Regions from separate parts of the Mus musculus genome. Here regions 1 and 3 are each linked to region 2. The links are chromatin contacts, called in public Hi-C and promoter capture Hi-C maps. All regions are on one chromosome and are shown on one strand. The core of a region is the stretch at or near the end of the contact, and the rest is flanking DNA. Distances in the headings are between cores, read along the strand shown. Region 1 holds the start of Gga3 (golgi associated, gamma adaptin ear containing, ARF binding protein 3). Region 2 holds the start of Fbf1 (Fas (TNFRSF6) binding factor 1). Region 3 overlaps Tmem104 (transmembrane protein 104).

What was found. Promoter capture Hi-C pulls out the DNA fragments that hold promoters and counts their contacts. A called contact is a pair of places that touch in the nucleus more often than the background predicts.
Region 1: a contact with region 2 is called in a promoter capture Hi-C map of hippocampal neurons, with 2.3 times the contacts expected there. The contact joins the promoter of Gga3 here to the promoter of Fbf1 in region 2.
Region 3: a Hi-C map of the G1E-ER4 cell line shows a contact between it and region 2, with 17 times the contacts expected there. The contact joins the enhancer-like site here to the promoter of Fbf1 in region 2. A contact is called at or near these places in 2 of 39 promoter capture datasets (both in embryonic stem cells), 15 of 484 Hi-C or Micro-C datasets (the G1E-ER4 cell line, the N1E-115 cell line, embryonic stem cells and 7 more), 7 of 115 datasets of contacts at active chromatin or transcription factors (bone marrow-derived macrophages, embryonic basal ganglia, embryonic stem cells and 1 more) and 1 of 9 other capture datasets (embryonic stem cells).

The regions. Positions count from the first base shown.
Region 1 is chr11:115,602,336-115,606,456 of GRCm38.p6, reverse strand. It overlaps Gga3 (golgi associated, gamma adaptin ear containing, ARF binding protein 3), which reads left to right and starts at 2,541. Exons shown (of 17, transcript NM_173048.3): 1 at 2,541-2,629. The coding sequence starts at 2,590. It overlaps Mrps7 (mitchondrial ribosomal protein S7), which reads right to left and starts at 2,317. Exons shown (of 5, transcript NM_025305.3): 1 at 2,214-2,317; 2 at 1,545-1,736; 3 at 1,371-1,434; 4 at 320-487. The coding sequence starts at 2,296.
Region 2 is chr11:116,165,745-116,169,918 of GRCm38.p6, reverse strand. Fbf1 (Fas (TNFRSF6) binding factor 1) reads left to right here and starts at 1,741. Exons shown (of 31, transcript NM_172571.3): 1 at 1,741-2,367; 2 at 2,691-2,786; 3 at 4,007-4,087. The coding sequence starts at 4,037.
Region 3 is chr11:115,218,153-115,222,363 of GRCm38.p6, reverse strand. The region is part of intron 8 of Tmem104 (transmembrane protein 104); the gene reads right to left. Among named protein-coding and RNA genes, the nearest start is that of Tmem104, 33 kb to the right of the region's middle. Within about 2 kb of position 2,478, at least 90 of the 459 cell types and tissues checked have an H3K27ac peak or open chromatin away from gene starts, as enhancers often do. A contact at or near this core is called in the G1E-ER4 cell line, the N1E-115 cell line and bone marrow-derived macrophages, where this site is marked.

The sequences.
Region 1 (4,121 bases), core at 1,292-3,791, 560 kb after region 2:
TGACCTAATAGAGTAATATTAAGTAGTTAACCGCTGAGATAGGGACCACTACTTCAGTTCAGTGATGATGCATGGTCATGGGTCCAGGACTAGCCCAGACAATGGCAGGTAAGCACAGTCCTTTACCAAGAGTTCAAAGCTTAGGCTACACAGGACACTGGACATTTTGTCCTCTACCTATGGCATTTACACGGTGGGCCTCAGACAAGCAGATTCTGACAGTCCCCAATTTCTAGGGTTATTATACTTGGCCTAACTCTGGGCACTCCCGTCACACACTCCCACCCCGACCCGTCTCACACACAGGCTCCCCACTCACCTGGTAGAAATGGCCCCCTTTGAGGATCGGCACCAACCCAATCACAGGCTCACAGTTTTTGAGTGCCTCGTGGAAGATCCTGTAGGGGTTCCGTTCAATGGTGGCCTGTTCCTCCGCAGAGGCAGCACGGTACTTTTCAAACTGCTTCCTTTTCACAGCTTCCAGAGTCTGCAAGAGACGGAAGAGGCTGCTCGGGCCCTAAGTTTAACCAGCTCACCTGGGAGTGCTGCACACTCATGACTGCACGGGGCGCTGGAGGCAGGAGAGTCAGGAGGTGAAGGTTATCCTCAGGTGCACAGCAAGCTCAGGCTAGACTGTGTTCCACGAGACCCTCTTTCAGGAAAGCCAGAGTTTAAGTGCCTCCTGCTCTGCTAGACCATGACCCCAAGAACAGGCCGAGATTATTTGTTCTTGTTTTGAGACAGGGTTTTCCTGTGTAGTCCTGGCTGTCCTGGAATTCACTGTGCAGATCACGTTGGCCTCAAACTCACAGAGATCCACCTGCCTCTGCTTCCCAAATGCTGGGATTAAAAGTGTGAACTACCACCACCCAGGCAAGAACTTTTTTTTTTAATGTTGACAGAATGGGAAACTTCTGGGGACTCTGTGTAGCTCTGGCCGGGGTGAAACTAGCTTTTGACCATCCTGGCCTCAAACTTTTCCCAACTCTGCCTCTTTTATTGTTAGGTTGTCCCCCCACCCCACCCCAAGACTGGATCTTAATATACAGCTCTGGCTGTCTGGAACTCAGAGATCTGCCTACCTCTGGCTCTGTTTTGATTGTTTTTAAGACAGGATCTCACTAAGTAGCTCTGTTCCAGAACTCACTCTGTAGCTCAAGCAGGCCTGACTTATCTCTGCTTCTCGAGTGCTGGATTCAAATGCCTTCTCCAGCGATGGGATTTGAGGTGGGCACCACCAATCTCAGATCTTGGAAATTTTAATGGCAGGAATAGAAACCTGTTTTCTAGTTTTGAAGCCATGGTGTAAAACGCAGACACCAAGCCTGAGGGAAAAGAAAGACAAGCTGAAGAGGAAGAAGCGGCCTTACCTGAGCCATGAGAGACCGGGCCAGAACTTTGTTGCCTCCCTTCATCATCATGTTGGTGAATTTGCTTCAAGGAGAAAAACATGGTTAGCTTTCCCGGGCTGTACTCCGGATCCCTCAGCAGAAAACTGCCCCAGGTGAGTTCCAGCCCACAGCAGAGGAGCATTTGCGCCAAACCTGATGACCGGGTCTGCGAACACCGAGCTGGTTTCAGTCGCGGCCGCAGCTTTGATAAACTGGGTTTTCTTGAGCTCCTGGTCATACTTCTCCTCTTCGGTGAGTTCCGCCACCGGCTTGCGGTAATATTCCTTGTCAATCAAGGGCTCCCGGAATTCGGGGGCATAGCGGCTCCCCCTCACCTGTGTGAGCCTGGGAGTGGGGCGAGGAGGAAGCAGACAGAACCCTACGGGTGAATCTGTGACTCCACAAAAGTGAACAAGCTTGACTTAACAGTAAGCCGCAAGTGCCATCACGCTGACGAGGGACGGTGGCGCTGGGACCGCCTGCTAACCTGACAGCAGTTCTGACCCTTGTCCCAAGAGGTAGGCAGCCCCCACCCCGAAACTGGCCACTGTTCCGTCGCAAGCCAGTTCTCCGATCTCTAGCAGGGCCGCACTCTCGGCTCCGGGTAGAACCGATCTAGGTCATCCCGGCCTGTCAGGCATAGGACAGGGTACTAAGCCCCCAAACCGGCCCGTTTAATGGCTGGAGTCAGCCATCTCGGCGCCCCGAGTTAGTGCCCTCCCGCGCCAGAACTCAGCGCAGCTCGCCTGCGGCTTCTTTCCTTTCCCCAGGTCCTCCCGTGAAGGTCCGAGCGGCGGTCCCGGCTACGCGCTGCCTTCTCACCCTGGAAGGTTCCAGACGGCGCACCTCACTCCCAGGGCCAGCCCGGACCAGCGAAGCGGAGCGCGCAGCGCGGGGGCAGCCATCTTGGCCGCTGTCAGGACCTCGGAGGGCTGCCCACAGCGCGCCTGCGTGAGTGAGCGACAGGACACGGATGAGAGCCTGCGCACTTTCCTCGGGCGTGGGTTTCCCTTCAGAGGTTCCCTCTGAGGAAGAAGCGAAGACACATCCTCGCCCTCGCGGCCTCCGACGCGGTCCGGCGCGCCCGTGGACCGCAGCCCTCGGCGCGCTCAGGCCCCCATGCGGGCCCCGCCCCCGCCCTGCTCGCGCAGAACCTCGCGAGGCTTGAGGGCGCAGGGCCGGACCGGGCGGCTGCAATATGGCGGAGGCGGAAGGGGAGAGCCTGGAGTCCTGGCTGAGTGAGTATCCGGGGCCGCCTCTACCTGACCTCCAACCACGGGCCTGCCTCCTCCCTCCCTGCGCCATCCCCTCCGCCGCGGCGGCCCGCGGCAGTCCACACCCGGCGTCGCCTCGCGGCGAGCATCCGGCGCTCACACCCCTTGCGAGCAGCGGCCCTTCCCCGCCGCGCGTCCTCAGGCTCCCGCGGGTGACACCTGCAGCGCGAGATCCTGCAGGCCCGGAAAGCGACACCCGGGCGCCTTGGGCTGACAGGCGGGCGTCGTGGGGAGGTTGAGGTGGGGCTGCACCCAGCCTGTGCTCTGGGACCGGGCATTGGACAGGTCCCTCGGGGAGGGTTGAGCGGTGCCACGCCGCACACACAACACAGCTGGCAGCTTCCAGAGTGGGACCATCCTCAGTGAGGATGCTGGAAGTGAGAATTCATTTCCAAAGCGCGACTACAGGGAACAATATACCACGAAGCGTGCTAAATATGTACTGAAGGAACACACATGCGCGCACACACACACACATATATGCACGCACTCATTTTAACGAGATAACCCGCTCTTGAGTAACTCAAAAAACAATGACTGCTGCTATATCGACGTGTTGCTATCTTTACTAATTTGTACATTGCTCCAAAGGAATAAGGTTTAACGTTAGCGGACAGTTCATCCAGGTTATTTAGTAAGGGTTAATAAGGCTGGTTAATCACGCCTTATCAAGGGTCAATAAATTAACTTTACTAAGGGCTAGCCCCGGGAGAGCCTCTGAAATGGAGACGAATCAGGTAAGACGTCTTTGTAGAGCCCTGAGCTGGAAATCCTTTACGGAATACAGTTGTCTCTTTGATGTCTTGAGTGTTGTTCCTAGAGGCATGGCCTTCCTTAAGAACTACTGTTCAGGAGATTGAAATTAGCTTTAAGGGAAGCTACATCCCAAAAGAAAAGTAAGATCACAGTTGCAGTGTCTGATGTTTGCGGGCAGGGCATAGAGCCATCTCCCTATATGTGACAGTTCTCTGGGGAGTGTACAGTGCTGGATTACAGGCATTGGCTAAAATCATTTACCCAAGGATCCCAGTGTCCAGTCAGCTGTGTATAGACCAGGCTGGCCTCGAACTCACTGAGATCCTCCTGCCCCTGCCTCCCCAGTGCTAGGATTAAAGGTGTGCACCACCACGCCCAGCTCCCCTTCTTGAAAGATGAAAATAATTGGAATTGTAGACCCAGTATCTCACTTAATGAAACAGGTTCTGTGGCCACAATTCAAAGAGGACATTCTGCCTCCACTCAGACCGTTTTCCTGGAACCGTGTGACTGGGTAATAGCCAGAGCAGAATTGATTCACCACACAGACGGTAACAGGAAAAATGGAGTAGTATAAATGACCTAAGCTGCGCTAAGCAGGGTTGACTTAGGTGTTTTGTCTTTGTGAGACAGAGTCTCAGGACGCCAAGGCTGGCCTTAAACGCCTGCTCTTTCTGCTCTATCTAGAACTGCTGGGATT
Region 2 (4,174 bases), core at 492-2,991:
GAGCACCCGACTGCTCTTCCAAAGGTCCAGAGTTCAAATCCCAGCAACCACATGGTGGCTCACAACCATCCGTAACAAGATCTGACTCCCTCTTCTGGAGTGTCTGAAGACAGCTACAGTGTACTTACATATAATAATAAATAAATCTTTAAAAAAAAAAAAAAAAAAAAAAGAGTGTGAGTTATCATTCCCAAGACACTCCTGTGCTTGGTCTGTGGTGTCCCTGAGAGAACCTGTGTCCCTCTTATGTGATGTCCCTGAGAGAACCTGTGTCCCTTTTATGTGATGTCCCTGAGAGAACCTGTGTCCCTTTTATGTGGTGTCCCTGAGAGAACCTGTGTCCCTCTTATGTGATGTCCCTGAGAGAACCTGTGTCCCTTTTATGTGATATCCCTGAGAGAACCTGTGTCCCTCTTATGTTATGTCCCTGAGAGAACCTGTGTCCCTTTTATGTGGTGTCCCTGAGAGAACCTGTGTCCCTTTTAGGCAGCACTGCTTGATTAGCTTCCGGCCGACATCATCCGTGGTATGGTTGCTTTCTCCTGAGTCTGTTCCATTTCCCTCCTACAAACTGTATACAAGATTCTCCCTCCCCTCCTCTTCCACCTCCTCCTCCTCCTCTTCCTCCCCCTTCCTCCTCTTCCTCCTCTTCCTCCCCTCTCCTCCTCCTCCTCTTCCTTCCCCTCCTCCTCCTCCTTTCTCCCCCTCCTCTTCCTCCTCCTCTTCTTCCTCCCCCTCCTCTCCCTCCTCCTCCCCCTCCTTGTCCTCCTCCTCCTCTTCCTTCTCCTCCTCTTCTTCCTTCTTCTCTTCCTCCTCCTCTTCCTTCTCTTCTTCCTCCTCTTCCTTCTTCCTTCTCCTCTCTTTCCTTGTAAGACAGGTGTATTAGCTGATTTTGTGTATAACCTGACACACCCTAGAGTCATCAGAGAGGAAAAAGCATCAGATGAGTAATTGCCTTCATGAGATCCAGCTGTAAAGCATTTTCTCAATTAGTGATCAATGGGGGAGGGCCTAGCCCATGGTGAGTGGTGCCATCCCTGGGCTGGTAGTCTTGGGTTCAAGGCACTAAGTTCTTTTCTATAAGAACACATGAAGTTGGGGAGGAAACAGCTATGGGAAGATTTGGAGCAGGTACAATAGTACAATGGAGGGTGGACTCGATCTAAACATCAGCACATATAAAACAATTTTTTAAAATTAAATTTGTAGAGAGTTGGAGCATCTGTGTTGGCAGAGCACCACCTTGCCTCTGGCTAGAGATTTATTTACTCCTTCTTTGGATTGCACCTAAGAAAGTGTGTTGTGTTAATTCCGAGACACTATTATGTAGCTGGTCTCAACAGCCAGTTTTGACCTAGGAAATTGACAATCTAGGTCTAGCCTAGGTTTCAAACGCTATGATTCTGGGCGTGGCATGTCCACTGTGTGCCTTTGTTGATAGTTTTGGGTCTTCTGACAGAGCAGCTTTGACCTTATGATTGATCAAGAAGAAGATCATGGTCACCAATTAGCCCTCCGAACTTGAGGAACTCCCTTGCACCTAGTCGGGAGATGCTTTCCCCGCGCTTCACGGGAGTGACGTTGAGACAGCTCCTAGCAACTCGCGGAGCATCCAACAGACGCCTTGCCCCCGCTGCGGGGCACGCTGGGAGATGTAGTCCTTCCGGTCAAGTCCTGTGGTTCGGCCCGCTAGTGAACGGGCGACGGACTACAGTTCCTAGAATCCTCCACGCCACCGTCTATTTGAGGCCAGAGGCTGCGAGGTGGGACTGTCGCCGGCGGAGAGGTGGTAGGCCTGGCCGAACGGAGCGCACTGAGTGGAGTCGGAACCCTGGGATCTGGTTGGGCTTGGTTTCCGTGGCCTTGTTTCTGAAAGGACAGCTCTTAACAGGGCCCCTAGGGACTAGGGAGAAGCTCGGCTGTGTCTGGATTCAGACGGGATGGGCGCGCGGGGGATGGAACATTGAGAGGCACAATGCCTGGCCTGGCGCTACACTCCGGGACCCGCTGTGGCTGAGGGGCGGGCTCGCGGATTTTAAAATGCCTTCATGGAGTTGGTTGAATATGTGAAGACGTGACAATATTCTGGAACACTTTGGCCATTACAAGCTGCCCCTAGAAAATGTACCCCCGGCCCTGTCTGGGAAGCTGCGACGGAATGCATAGGAGATAGCAGAAATTCTTTGATGTGATATGAGCGAAAACGCGTTTGGACTTGTAGATCGCTAAAGTTGCCATTGCACAGGAGAAACACAAGCATTCCCCTGTGTCCACAACCCCAGATACACTTTGCATTTTAATAAGAGACTAGGCACACCGAGAAGACAGATGAGCGCCCCAGCTGCCTTTCTTCCTAGGCACGTGAAGGTGGGTTTGGGTGAAGTGTAAGAGACAAAGAGGAGGTAGGAAATGCTGAGAAATTCTGTTCCCTGTATGAAATGTTTATCATATGTGAACTCACTGTCAGGCTTTGTGCTAGATGCAGCCTATAGAGAGTTTCCTGGCAAGGGATTTGAGTCCGGATGTGGTTTCTCTTTCCAAATGGCTCCACTTGTCACCACTTCCAGGGTAAAGGATATGGTCTACTTTTAAAATACTCTCCAAGCCAAGGAAAGGCCGATAAGTGAATAAGGAATCCTCATGTATTCTCTCTCCCTCCCACCCCTCCCCCAATCTGTTTCTTGCGGCAGGAGCTTACCCTAGCCCAAGAATTCACTATATATATCATTCAAGCTGGCCCCTAACTCAGCAATCCTGCTTCAGCCTCCCAAGTGCTGGGATTGCAGGTATGAAGCACTGCCTAACTTTTTCTTCTTTTTAAAATTTTAATTTTATGCGTATGGGTGTTTTGTCTGTGTGTCTGTCTGTGCACCACATGCATGTCTGGGCAATCAAAAAACACATCGATCCATTCATCTGTCCCCGATGGGAGTGACAGTTTGTAAGCCCCTATGGGTACTGGGGATCCAGTCCAGCTCAAATACTCATCTCTGTCTCTTTTGATTTGTTTGTCAGGGTTTTTCGGTGTAGCTCTGGCTGTCCTAGCAGTCACTCTGTAGACCAGGCTGGCCTCAAACCCAGAAATCCACTTGCCTCTGCCTCCTAAGTGCTACCACCTCCAGACTGCTTTTTCTATTACATACCTCAGGTTGGCCTAGAACTTGTGATTTTCCTGCCAAGTTCTAGGGTTGCCGCTAAGTGTGTATGATCATACCCACCTCAGGAATTCTTTTTGAACTTTACTTACTCATCTGGCGTAGTGGAGCACACACGCACATGGAGGTAAAAGGAAGACTTGCAGGAGTCAATTCTCTACCTCCATAATGCGTGTCCTGGGCTATCCAACTCAGATAGGCAGGCCTGCTGGCAATAGCACCTTTACTCACTGAATGGCATTCAATTCAGGAATTCTGGGATTATAGAAATAGGTTTGACCAATTCCTGGCTGTCCTGGAACTTGCGCTGTAAACCAGGCTGGCTTCACGCTCTGAGATCTGCCTGCCTCTACCTCCTGCGTGCTATGATTAAAGGCATGAACCACTGCTACCCTGCTGGGTTTTGATCTCTTAAGTGAAGGATTCTTAAGAGCCTTGGAGCCAAGCACTGGGAAATGCTGAATTCTACCTTTTATTTATGTGTATTTATTTATTTTTGAGACTTGCGTAGCCCAGGTTGGCCCTGAATTTGCTATGTAGCTGAGGATAGCCTTGAGATTCGGGATTTTTTTTTAACCTCTTCCCAAGTCCTGGTATTTCAGCATTATGCTGTGTCCAGATTTTGTTTTTAATTCTATGAATGTGTGTGTGCATGTGGGTGCAGATGCCCATGGGTGCTAGAGGCTTGGATCCCCCTGGACCTGGGGTGCTGGGGGGCTTGTGATCTACCCAACACAGTGCTGGAAACCCAACTCAGGTCCTCTGCAAAACCAGTTTGGGCTCTTGGCTCCTAAGCCGGCCATCGCTCCAGCTTCCATCTTTTAAGCAGTTTCTTTTATTTTCTCTATTAGGGAAGATGAGCTTGCTGGGCAAGAATACACATGACTGGACAGTGCTGTGAGGAGCTGCAGAGAGCCCCGAAGCCCAGGATGGTAGGCAGAGTACAGCACTAGACACATGAAGATAGACACGATGCACCCCACCCCATGCCACCCGACCCTCATCATCCTGGCTGCATA
Region 3 (4,211 bases), core at 1,229-3,728, 950 kb after region 2:
AAACACACAGACTCCGCAAGGGCCGAGGGCAGATTTCACAGGCGCAAGAGTATCTGAGGCCGGGGGGAGTGGGTTCAAGTGGCGGTGGCCACGTGCCAAATGCACAGCTGAGCTGTCTGGACTGATCCTGGAGGGTGTTTCAGATGAGAAAGGGAGGGGCGCCAAGCTTTTGCAGGGCTGCTCCTGTTGAGTGCTGGGGGTTAAAAGCTAATTGGGGTTAATAGCATCTTGGCAAGAGCCCACCCCTAACTGAACTTGCGATGCGTCCTTGACACGTAGGGAAGAAATGCGCAAGGATTCTATTTTTATTTCTCAAGTGGTTGTGAACATTTATTTGCCTAACGGGATCGCAACTTCTGGGGCTTCATCTACCACAGGCAGGTGGGCACAAATGAGTTCACATTGCTGGGATGGGGTAGGGATCAGACAGTGTCCTTGTTGAGCCAGCTTTGTGGGGGTCACTCAGCTTCTCAAAATACATCATATACAGGGCATTTACTCAATGACTGATTGATGGGGGAGAGCCCAGCTCACTGTGGGTGGGGCCATCCTATAAGCAGCCTCCGAAAGCCATGGGGGAGCACCCCTCTATGGCCTCTGCACAGCTCCTGCCTCCAGGTTCCTGCCCTGTCTCCCCTAAGCGATGGACCTTTAACTGGATGTGTAAATTGAAATAAACCCTTCCCTCCCCAAATCGCCCTGGTCAAGGTGCTTCATCAGAGCAGGAGTAACCCTGACTAGGGCAGAAGGTGGTACCAGGATAGTGTGGTAATGCTGTGACAGACCTGAGCAGGTTGTTTTGGGAAGACTGTGGAAAGACTTTGAAACTTTAGGCAAAAAATGCCATTGAGTTGTTCAAAGCTTGGTAAGCTGTTCTGTAGGAGCTTTGGAGACAATAATGTTGAGAAAGTTGCAGATGAAGGAGGCCTGGCTTGTGAAGTTTCAGAGAGAAGCAAAGACTGTGTGACGAGTCTGTGGGTGTCTGGTCTGCTGGGGCTGAAGAGTCAGCTGTGGTTAAGAAGAGACCAGCATCACTGATGAAAAGGCTTCTGGGAAGTGTTTCCTCAGGGTCAGCACACAGAAGCTGTGGTCCAGAGGCAGCCAAGGCTGGCTGTTCTTTGTGCTGGCAACTTAACTTGGTAACCCAGGTGGTACTGGTTTTGAAGGCAGGAAGGGGTCATGGAGAGCAGCTGAGGCTTGGCACTGTGTGACAGGGCTGGAGTCTCTGAATAGAGCCCAGGAGAAGCTCATGATGAAGGAGCAGCCCAGTTGCAGCAGAGACTCCAGCACTGTGGAGATGCCAGTGTCATGGGATGACCACCAAAAACAGCAGCGGTGGCGTGGAGACAGCCTGAGCCTAGAGGAGCGGCTGTGTGTGCTGCAGGGGGAAGAGCCGAGGTGACCCAAGCCACTGGAGGAGCCCAGAAGACCCGAGGGGATCCCAGACACTGGCGTTACACTGTTTACCTGATGGAGCTTGGGTTTGCCGTGTTCAGACTGCGACTGTGCCCTGCTTCTTCCCTCTTCAGTAAGAAAGGGTTTGACAGGAGCTCACACTGAGAGACTTTGGATTTTAAGGAAGCTGAATTTTTAAGTATTTAAAAATTTAAAGACTGTGGAACTTTTAGAATTTGGAATGTTTATAATGTGATATTCATCTTGGGGAAGAATAAGAAAGGAAGGGTTAAGGCTTATCGGTGATGTGCTTGTGTGCTGAGTTGACAAAGGTCAACTGTGCTGGGTAGTTTTATGTCAACTTGACACATGCTCGAGTTATCTGAAAGGAGGGAACTTCAATTGAGAAAATAAATGCCTCCCTAAGATTCAGCTGTAGGGCATTTTCTTAGTGATTGATATGGGAGGCTCCAGCCCATTATGTGTGGTGCCGCCCCTGGACTGGTGGTCCTGAGTTCTATAACAAAGCTACCTTGGTCATGGTGTTGCATTATAGCAAGAGTAACCCTAACTGGTACACATCCATTCTCCAAACATCCCAAGTACAGAACCATGGTACTACCAAGACCTACTGCATGCAAAGAACGCTCTGTCAACACTTCATTTTTCTTTCTCTGAGATGGAGTCTTGCTATGTCCCTCCTCCGTGTAAATGACCTTCCTGCTTTGGCCTCTTGAGTAGCTAGGACTATAGCTACATACACCACCCCTTGCCATATGATATTTTATTTTTATTGCCCATGTGAGCTTAACAATGGCCCAAATACTCATGAGAGTTCAGGTGCTTCTGATCACACAGGAGAAGACCACCCACCATGCAGAAGATGACAGTCAGGGAAGGAGAGGATGCTATACTGGAAACTGTGTCAACAATGCACGTGCGCCAAGCCCGGTCAACTGCTGTCATGATGCGTTTGCCAAAATTCTAGGACAAGAGTTATTACGTCGTGGAGAGGAGGGCTTGTTCATACCAAACCAGAAGTGACCTGGGGACAGAGGATAAACTGTGACCTTGATATGGATCAGCCCAGTGGTGGGTAGGCGGAGCTAGAGGACAGGAAGAAGAAACCACCCCTGGCAGGACAGGGCTCAGCACTAACTGGACCAAACACCCTAGAAACGCTGTAAGTTCTTCCTAACGGACCAGTGTCCGTGGTACAGGGGAAATGAGGCAGGTGGAGGAGGTTGGGGCACCTCTTTCAGTACACTGACTCCACCCTAGCAGTGACTGGCATTTATCTAACACTTGGCAGAACACAACACTTGACGGAGGTTATGTCTCAATGCCTGCTTCTACCCTGCCCTAGCCTAGCCAGCGTCGAGAAGGATGCATGCAGAATGGACTGATGACAAGGAGCAGCTGACGCCCAGGCCATTCCAAACAGGAAATGGGCATTGTGTGCATCCTGTGCACCAGGAGTCCAATCTTGCTTTCGTGTTGCCACACCCTTTGGCAGAAAACCTCCCCTGTTGCTGCAATGTTCAGCCCGCTCTGGCTTGGAGAGTGGTTGTGAGTCACCTGACCTGAGTGCCGGAATTAAACTCAGATCCTCTGTAAGGACAGTACAGGCTCTTAACTCCTGACAGATTTCCCCAGCCCGACGCTCACCACTGCAATGATTTACTTAGTTCTTGTTTATTTGCTTTGGTGCCGTGGCACAGGTGTGGAGGTCAGAGGGTAAAACCGTGGAATTAGTTCTTTCCTTCTTCCTTTACCTGGGTTCTGGGGACCAAGCTCAGGTTGCAGCCTTCTGTAGTAAGTGCTTGGGCCTGCTGAGCCACCCCACCCTGGCCAGTTTCCCTTCTGATAGACAACAGTAAATAAACAGGAGGAGGAACCCATACAGTTCACTTTCCAAGTCATCTTCCTGACCACCTTCCAGCCCCTACTTAGGGGAAGTGCTGACCTCCCTGACTTTAGCCTTGGGGTGGGCCTTTGCTGAGGCCCTCGGATGCAAATTAGACAGGCAGCCACCGTTAACCCCAGCTCCGGGGTATCCGATACCTCCGGCCTCCATGGGCACTTGCGCACATGTGCACATACACAGACACACAACTAAAATAATAAAAACAAACTGCAAGGAATGGGGCAGAACAACTGATAAGGGACCTGAGGCGAAGACAAACATTCAAAAGTGACCCTAAGAACTGCTTCCCAGGTGCTTCTGGAAGTTTCCCTATGGACAGGACAGGTCCAACTCTCTCTGGCCTCTGTATGAGGGAGAAAGTGGGAAAGAGGACGAAACTCACCCCAGACAACCTGAGAGGGCACTGAGAGGGGCCCCTGCAACACCAAGCTGATGGTCTGCAAATTCCACATGCCATCTCCCCCCAAGTCTGCCCAGAACACAGTCCACAGCCCCTGGCAGCTGACTCAATGCTATGTCACCTGCCCACCTGGTCTTGCCATTGAAACCAGGACAAGGCACAACACTTGGTACAGGTACCGCCCCCAGTGGCTAGGAAGCCTGCAGAAGGGAAGTGGTTCTGGGGCTCCATTCTGAGGAGTGCTGTCACTCTCTGTCCAGAGCTTCCGATAAGCTCTCAGTGCCGAGACTCCCAGGGCCGAGACTCCGGTGGGGTCACAGCCTATTCCCCTGGAGGAGCTCGGGCTTGCAGGAGGGGAGGAAGGGCTCTGAGAGCTGGCAGGTGAAGCAGAGCTTTGGAGGCCACCCAGGTGGGACCTCTTTCTAATCCTGGCTACTGTTTCCACTTCAGAAAACAGGTGTTGAGAGGGATTAAAGGCTTTGTCCAAAA